Regions from separate parts of the Mus musculus genome. Here all the other regions are linked to region 3. Evidence: chromatin contacts called from public Micro-C data. All regions are on one chromosome and are shown on one strand. The core of a region is the stretch at or near the end of the contact, and the rest is flanking DNA. Distances in the headings are between cores, read along the strand shown. Region 1 holds the start of Egr4 (early growth response 4). Region 2 holds the start of Emx1 (empty spiracles homeobox 1). Region 3 holds the start of Vax2 (ventral anterior homeobox 2).

What was found. A called contact is a pair of places that touch in the nucleus more often than the background predicts.
Region 1: a contact with region 3 is called in a Micro-C map of embryonic stem cells, with 7 times the contacts expected there. The contact joins the promoter of Egr4 here to the promoter of Vax2 in region 3. A contact is called at or near these places in 5 of 39 promoter capture datasets (embryonic stem cells and stem cell-derived epiblast-like cells), 8 of 484 Hi-C or Micro-C datasets (all in embryonic stem cells), 3 of 115 datasets of contacts at active chromatin or transcription factors (astrocytes and embryonic stem cells) and 2 of 9 other capture datasets (embryonic stem cells and liver).
Region 2: a Micro-C map of embryonic stem cells shows a contact between it and region 3, with 20 times the contacts expected there. The contact joins the promoter of Emx1 here to the promoter of Vax2 in region 3. A contact is called at or near these places in 8 of 39 promoter capture datasets (cranial neural crest, embryonic stem cells, frontonasal cranial neural crest and 4 more), 40 of 484 Hi-C or Micro-C datasets (B cells, cerebellum, cranial neural crest and 9 more), 8 of 115 datasets of contacts at active chromatin or transcription factors (embryonic hindbrain, embryonic midbrain, embryonic stem cells and 1 more) and 1 of 9 other capture datasets (embryonic stem cells).

What each region holds. Positions count from the first base shown.
Region 1 is chr6:85,512,254-85,514,953 of GRCm38.p6, reverse strand. It overlaps Egr4 (early growth response 4), which reads left to right and starts at 1,365. Exons shown (of 2, transcript NM_020596.3): 1 at 1,365-1,689; 2 at 2,011-2,700. The coding sequence starts at 1,557.
Region 2 is chr6:85,186,516-85,189,215 of GRCm38.p6, reverse strand. Emx1 (empty spiracles homeobox 1) reads right to left here and starts at 1,285. Exons shown (of 3, transcript NM_010131.2): 1 at 853-1,285. The coding sequence starts at 1,273.
Region 3 is chr6:83,709,933-83,712,632 of GRCm38.p6, reverse strand. It overlaps Vax2 (ventral anterior homeobox 2), which reads right to left and starts at 1,394. Exons shown (of 3, transcript NM_011912.4): 1 at 1,090-1,394. The coding sequence starts at 1,336. Vax2os (ventral anterior homeobox 2, opposite strand) reads left to right here and starts at 432. Exons shown (of 6, transcript NR_002871.2): 1 at 432-530; 2 at 1,808-1,899.

The sequences.
Region 1 (2,700 bases), core at 116-2,615, 1.8 Mb before region 3:
GGTTCCCTGCAGGTAGCAGAAAAGGGACTGCCACAATTTGCCAGCTGTCTGTTAAAAACTGAATATCCTGTAGCTTAGACTTATACTCATTAAGAATTTATCCCATATATGTTCACATTTATACAGTTAAGGATAATGACATCAACATTTCAAAAAAAAAAAAAAGTTGGAAGTTACCTATGTGTCCGTGGATATGAACCAATCCAACGCTTATTCAGGGTCTCCCTGTGCCATGGAGAACCAGTCAGCCTTAGAAAATAGCCTAAGAAAATAGCCTTAGAAAATAGGTCTTTGTCTTCAGACATGATGCAATCTCTCAGCTAGTTTTAGTGAAAAAAAAAATATTTCTAGAACAGTTTGAATGTTTGTATAGACAAAAACATTTTCCCCAAAACTACTCAAGAAATGTCAACATGGCTACCTCAAGAAAAAAAAGTGAAGGCAAGAGAAACCTTTAATTTTCAGAATGTACTCTCAACTTGGCATGATGACATACCAAGGATATCATCTCTCAGGACTTAGGAGGCAGAGACAGAGGCTGATGGATCTCTCTAAGTACAGGGTCATCCTGGTCTACACAGTGAGTTCCAGGTCATCCAGAGCTGCATGTGAGGCCCTGTCTCAAAAAAGAAAGGAATATTCTTGTATACTAGTTGATCCCGCCCACCTCCATCATCAAATTTTTCATTATGACGATTTTTATATAATTTTTTCAAAGCACAGTAAAATGTTAAAACGGAAGCAAACACAAACACACCTAAATAAAGGCAATCTTTAAGGAACTGCTTATCTCAGACATCCCCACCCCCACACCCCCAGTGCTTTCACATCTGGCTTTTTCAGGACTCAGGTCCTCATGCAACTCAATCCTGCTTGTAACTTAAGTGCTGTTATCCATTTCAGGGCTACTAAGTGTTCCCGGGACTTCATGTTATTTTGTTATTTCTCTCCTTAGCAAGCTCACAGGTGAAAAAAAAAAACAAACTGGTATTAGGTGGGAACAAACGTTTTAAGTGGGAAACGGCAGGTTCGAACCAGTAATTCTACGGACTGGAGGGCAAAGCGCATCCCGGGTGCTCACACGGAGCTCAGCCCCTGCGGGGCGCACCCGTGGCCCAACGCACACGAGGCTCCACGCTCTGGGGACTCGCGCGCACGCAGCGGCGCGAGCCCGGCGGCGGCAGCAACGTCACAGGCCGAGCTTTCCTTTTCGGGAGTCCCCGGCATACATCCTGTGTCCATGTTTGGTCATTTACGTCACGGCGCCAGGGCCGGGGCCTCCCGAAATGGCAGTGGCCCGGGGAGTCGGAAGCCCGGAGCCAGCGCCGCCGCAGCTATATAAGTGGGGGGACTGTAGGTTGGGGGAGCCCTGTTGCACTTTGGAGAAGCCAGGAGCCGCCACCCGAGGCAGGTGCCGGTGAGCCAGGGCGCCGCGGCCCCCCAACCCTCGTGCCCCAGCCAAGCGCCCGGAGCCTGGAACTGGGGCGCCCGGATTCCCTGCCAGCCGCGCGCGCCCCAGTCCAGCGAGGCCCCGGGCGCCCCGCCGCCACCGCGCCATGCTCCACCTGAGCGACTTCTCCGGCTCCGACGCGCTTCTCTCCAAGCCCACCGAAGGCTGCGCCCACGCCAGCCCCGAGCTGCCCCGGCTGCCTGCTAGGGACGCTCCCTCGGCCGCCGCGTATCCTGGAGGTAAGGAGCGGGTCTGGGAGCTCGAAGACTCTGAACGCGATGAAGGGTGATAGGAGAGGCGCGCGGGGTGGGGGGTGGGGGTCCCCAAGCGCGCAGTACCATTCCCACCCCCACCAAGGCCACAGGCGCCTGTGCGGGAGCCTTGGGTGTGCGCGCCCTGGGGCGTCCGTGGGGGTCCCTCTGCTGCAGGATCGGAAGTGCACGAGGCGCTCTGCGGGTGCCTTGCGCCAGGAGGACTCGGGTGGAGGGGGTCGCAGCTGTAGGCTCCGAGGCACGCCCTTTGAGGTGTGCGGGGCTGATGCGTGGTCCCTCCTTTGGCAGGCGACTTCTTGAGCTGGGCTTTGAGCAGCTGCGGCGCCGGGGGGGACTTAACAGACTCCTGCTTCCTGGAGGGCCCTGCACCCACGCCCCCTTCGGGCCTCAGCTACAGCGGCAGCTTCTTCATCCAGGCGGTTCCCGAACACCCGCACGACCCGGAGGCCCTCTTCAACCTCATGTCTGGCATCTTGGGCCTGGCACCCTTCCCCGGTCCCGAGGCGGCAGCGTCTCGGTCCCCCCTGGATGTCCCTTTCCCCGCGGGCCCCGATGCCTTGCTGCCGGACCTCTACTCCCCAGATCTGAGTTCGGCCGCCTTTCCGGAGGCGTTTTGGGAGGCAGCGCCTTCGGCGGGCGCTCCCTCGCAGTGCCTGTTCGAGCCCCAGCTCTCCCCGCCCGACGTCAAGCCAGGGCTGCGGGCGCCTCCCGCTTCGCCAGCGCTGGACGCTGCTGCTTCAGCCTTCAAAGGGCCCTATGCCCCCTGGGAGCTGCTGTCGGCCGGGGTCCCGGGGAACTGTGGGTCGCAGGGGAGCTTCCAGACCACCCCGGAGGCCCGCTTCTCTGCAGTAGGGACCAAGGTCGAGGACCTGCTGTCCATCAGCTGCCCCGCCGAGCTGCCCGGCCCGGCCGCCAGACTCTACCAGGCAGGGGCCTACGACACCTTCTCGTTGGCCCCAGGTGACTTAGGGGAGGGGA
Region 2 (2,700 bases), core at 36-2,535, 1.5 Mb before region 3:
CTCTCTCTCTCTCTCTCTCTCTCTCTCTCTCTCTCTCTCTCTCTCTCTCTCTTTAGGAAAGTCAGATAACTGGTGTGTGTGTGTGTGTGTGTGTGTGTGTGTGTGTGTGTGTGTGTGTGTTTGTGCGTGTTTAAAGCTTTTGGAGGGGTCTTAATTAGCAAACCAGATGCGGCTGCAGACGGGGTGGGGTAAGACTAGATATGACCTTAAAAGCCCTCCTCTGCCACTACCCCTCTCAAGAGGACTGTCCTGAGCTCTAGCAACCGGGTGGGCTCCTGGAGGAGGTCAGTGGTGAAGAAAGCCGGTTTGTTTTCGCAAGCCTTTTCCACTTTGGGTCGGAGAGGGCACATGTAACTGGGAAAAGTCTGGCCAAGGTTGCTGAGAAACGTCCCAAGAAATCCGAGTGAACGCACCACGCTGCCCTGCTTCTCACAGAGCCAGCGAATGCAGGTGGACTTTCCCCTGCCCCGACGCGCCAAGAGTAGTGGTGACCAAAAGAGCGAAGTATGGTCACAGCTCAGAGCTCTGGCGCGGGAAGGGCAGAGGGCCAGCATTTCAGGGTTGGGACTGGTTTAGTCGGAAAGGAGATTAAGGTTGGCCACTGGAGGGTCTGAAAAAGCTCCTAGGATGCTCTCGGCCTTCTATTCCAATTGGCTTTATTCCTTGAAAAGCGTGGCGGTCCCAACCTCACTTCTTGGGTGGGAGACCAACGCAGCAGACCACAGGCTAATCGCCTGCGCACAGTCCAGGCTGATCCCTAAGCCTTGTCCCCCCACAACTTCTGAACATCCCCGCCGCCGCGCCTAGCCTCCCCCCGCATCCCCGGGTCACGAACACGGCATGGACACTCACCCTGGAAGCGGTGGCCAAAGAAGCGATTCCGAAGCACCCAGGGGTAGAAGTGGAGAGGGTCCCGATGCTGGGCGCTGAAGAAAGAGTGAGGGGGTTGCAGCGAGGAGGAGCCCAGCTGGTGTGCCGGGTGCACCGTCAGAGCCGGGTGGTTCATGGCCTCTGGGAACACCAGCTCCGGCCCTCCATAGAGCGAGCGGCCGGCGCCCGCAGCGGCAGCGGCAGGGAAGCCACTCACGAAGGCCGTCTCGGCCGCACTGGGGTGAGGATAGTTGAGCGCCGTGGGCCTGAGCGGTTCCTCTGATGCGGCCACAGCCAGTGGATGGGAGCCCGCGCCCCCGCTGCCAGGACTCCCGCCGGTGCCACCATCCTTGGCCACCAAGGACTCTATGGTGAAACCCCGCTTAGCCGCGGGCTGGAACATCGTCGCGGCCGCCGAAGCGGAGTGAGGTAGCGGGGCTCTGGGGAACGCTCGGTGCCCCGGCGCTGCCGCCGTGCGGGGTGTGCACCAAGCCTGGCACATGCACTCACGCCCGCACCCTTCACCTCCCCCGCCCGCCCACCCGCCCGCGCTCGGCCCTTGCGGACCAGCCAGGAGCGGGGCGGCGAGGGGCGTGCGAGAGCCCTAACACCGAGTTGGGCCACTGCGCACCGCCTGGAGCGTGGTCCCCGCGGCCCAGCAGGCAGCTCCTCTCAAACGCCCGGGCGCGGGCTGCCTGTGCTACTGAGAGCCGCTTCAGCGGTCCTCCTGGATCTCTCCCTTACTAATCAAGCTGTGACCGACCACCGCCCGTGATCTTTCTAGCTCTGCCGGGCCAGGCCTGGGCTGCAGCTCTGCGAGGAGAGAGTTAGCGGGCACCTGCCCCGCGCTCCCCCATTGGCCACCGCTCACCTGCCCCAAGGTGGGGGGCGGGGCGGGGCGGGGCGATGGATGGCGGGTGGGGGAATACGGTCCCCAGTCGGAGGCAAAAGCCGGACTGGAGCATTGGTGCTTGATCTAGTGTCCTCCTCCTACCCTCCACTCTGCATCTTGATTTTCTGACTTGGTCCTTTAGCCTCCGCCACACTCTGCTCTGAGGGGGACATCTACAAAGCCTGGGCTTGAGGAAATATACCAAACCCTCTTCAAGCACGTACCTCAGTTGAACCCCCTCCCTTCGCCCTGGGATGTCGTTTCAGTTCTTAGAGAACTTGGATACAAGCTTAGGATGGGTGTTTGGGGTCCAGCCTAGATTCTCCAGAGAACCTGGTCTACGTTCGCCTAACCTAAGAGAGCTCTCCCCTCACCCACCATCAGCCTCCGGAGCTGTTTTCTGAAGCTGCGGTTATGTTTCTGAAATTTCACATTTTTATGGATTTGGGGAACAGTGCTTCAAACAGGATATGCATTCTTTTCTCAGGGGCCAGGTTCGCACTGTCCGGGGAGGAGCGACATAACCCATCACTCCGCAGCTCTCCCGCGGCAGTTCGCAAGGGTTCCAATGCAGCGGTTTTGCCAGCCTTCCCCCTCCCTCCCTCGCGCTGCGACCATCTCCCACTGGACCACGGGGCTTAAGCTCAGAGTGATTTCCTTTCCTTGGGCGTCAGTATTGGACGACAAGGCCAAAATGGGGTCTTTGGGTCACTGCATTCTAAATTGGAGCTGGCCTTGCTGTTCGCGTGGTTCTCCAGAGGACAGGCCAGTGGTCCTTGGGGGGAGGGGAGTGGCATCCTAGCTTCTTGGACGTGTGACCTGCGACCTGCGACCGCGGGCCAGTGTCCCAATCTGCTCAAGTTAGTTTCCAATGCAGGCACTAAGTCCGGAGGGCAAGAAGGCGGTTGACCATTAGAACCTGTACTCTGTAATCTATC
Region 3 (2,700 bases), core at 145-2,644:
CTCTCAGATCCCCAGGGCCACTCACATGGTGACAGTGGTGGTGGGGGTCAGGAAAGTTGTACTCCACCTGCTCTAAGATATTGACTTGGGTGACAGAAACCTAGGTTTCCCTCCGTAAAAGAAAGTTGGCTACAGGCCTCCTGAGGCCTGTGGGAGGCAGCTGGGGGAAGCCAAGTGAGTGAGTCCGAAACCCCAGGATGGCGGAAAAACAACAGGCCTCAGGCCTAGGATCCAGTTGACCGCAGGACCCGAGACTTCTTTCTCCAAGTGTCTACCTGGGAGAGGCCCAGACCCAGGATACTGGCATTGGAGGTTTGGATCTGGATGAGCGATGGCAGGAGAGTGCCGGGAAAGCAAGTTTGCTGCGGGGGTTGAAGGGGGATGGGTGAAGGGGCTCCGACTTCGGGTGAGGGCGGGTGGAGCCGAGGAAGAAAGCGTCGGCCAGGCCAGGCGGCCAGGCCAGGCGGAGGAGCGCCGGAGCCGGCGGTATCCAAGCGAGTGGGAAAACTGGAGCAGCGGAGCCGCGGCAGGTCAGGCTACCCTACCGCCCACCCAGCCATCTCTAAGCCTCAACCCACGCAAGGCTAGGTGCTGGGAAATAAGGCTGGGTTGAAGCGGGGACGCATCCGACTGCCTGCGTGGCCCAGCCTTCCTCAGCAGCTGCCCACTCGGGTCCCTCCCAATCCTGTCCCTACAGCGCGCGCGTGACTTTCTCCGCCCTTGCTCCGGGGACCCCGGCGCGGAGGCCCTGGCTCTCGGTGTCGGGCTTCTCCAACTGATTCGTGTCCTTACTACACCAACCAGCCCGGATGGGCCTAGAGAGAGAGAAAGAGAGAGAGAGAGAGAGAGAGAGAGAGAGAGAGAGAGAGCACCGGTCCAGCAGGACGAAACAAGGTCCAGCCCCCTGCTTTGTCCCCCGCGTTCAGCTCAGTGTCCCGCACACAATAGGCACTCGGAGTATTTACAGGATGAACTACCAAATGAATGAACCACTGTATGATCTGAGAGATGGACGTTGTAGGGATGTCGGAGGCCCCAGGAAAGGCAGCTTGGTGGCCCAGGGAATCAGAGCTGCGGCTGTCCCCTTACCTCGTACCAGGATGCGGCGGCAGTGGTCTGTCTCACCGAGCGCCTGCTGTCCGTCGCTGTCCCCTCCGCTCTCCCTGGAGCCCGCAGGGCTGGAGGCGGAGGTCCCAGCAATCTCCCTCGGACTCGCGCTACCTGTGTCAGCACGCAAATCTTCCGCTCCGCGGTGCTCTCCGTGACGCCCGCTGCGGCCACCAGGCTCCTCCCGGCGCTTGGGGCCGCGGTCCCGCTCCGCGCCCCCATCGCCCATGCCCGCCGCCACTGCTGCTTGGGCCACAGCAGCCGCTAGTCCTAGCTCAGGGTAGCAGGTCCCTCCCTGCCCCTCCCCACCCCTTCCTCCATCTGCCCCGCCCCCTACAGGCCCCGCCCCCGTCGGCGATTGGGCGCGAGCTGGGGTTCCAGGACTCTGGGTGGATCCAGTAGGCGCAGCGCAACGGGAGTTCGTTCAGGGGGAGGAAAAAAGGAGGAGGGAGTGAGGGGAAGAGAGACAAGGGGAGGGAAAGAGGAGAAGGAGGAGGGATAGGAGGAAAAGAGATATGTGGAGAAGGGGGAGGGGATGGTGTCTTCGCGCCTCCTCGCGTGGGGCGGTGTTTAGAGCCTGGCAATGGGAGACTGGACAGCCCCGTGGTACAGAAGACCGCCCCACACCCTCTCATAAACTTTATTACTCCCTACCCATTGGTCCCTCTCGCCCTCTTCCCTCTGTTCCCTATATCTCCAGGGAAATGCACCTAGCTTTCAGTCTGGCTCCGCTTGATGGAAAACTCAGAGCTCGAGGAGGCGACCCTGACTCGACCCGGCAGAAAAGAGGAGGTTTGCTGGGCTCCGGAACTTGGTGCGGTGGGGGCGACGGTAGAGAGTGGGGTGTAGGTCTGGGGTTCAGGGCACGCGTCCCCCAACCAAGGCACTCACACTCAGGCACACAGAACAGCCACTTATTGTGGGGATCCCGCGAGTTTCGCCAGACAAGCCCGGGAGGCGGATGCTGTCCCCAGCCAGGGTGAGGTGCGGAGCTGGACCGGCAGACCGCCAGGTTGTACTGCCAAGAGCAAACGCTGGGCTCTCCCGCAGCTCTGAGGTTGTCACTCCTGGGACTGACACCTAGAGAATGAGACTGAGCACGGGCTTTTTTTTTTTCTCGCGCTTCTGTCCTGGAGCAGCCCCTTGTTCAGTGCCTGCTCCAGACGGATCTCTGGACAGGAGCCTGTGTCCTCTTGGCTACACGTTCTGCAGAGTCCCGCTTCTGTTTAGACAGTGTCAGGAAGTGTGGGGAACAGTCTCATTGTATTTGACTCAGCTTTAAAAAGAGGTTTGGGGGAAAGATTGAGAAGGATGGTGTGTGTAACCGAGGGTCTATGGCTCCTTTAAAGGCCAGTATCCCGATCCTTCAGACTCTTCTTCCTTTCTTCCACTTGCAGATTTGGAATAAACTAGGTACTAGGGGTGAGCCAAATGCTTGGTGTGAGTCCAAGCCAAAGTACTTCAGGAGATCCCAAGATCTGGTAGCGGGTGTCTGTGACCACCAAGGGTAGGCTTGTGGGGTCTCTGTCTCTGAGGTTGAACAGGTGTTGGGTGTGGGGAGTCAGTCAGTGCCTTGGTCTGTGGTGTGTGTGT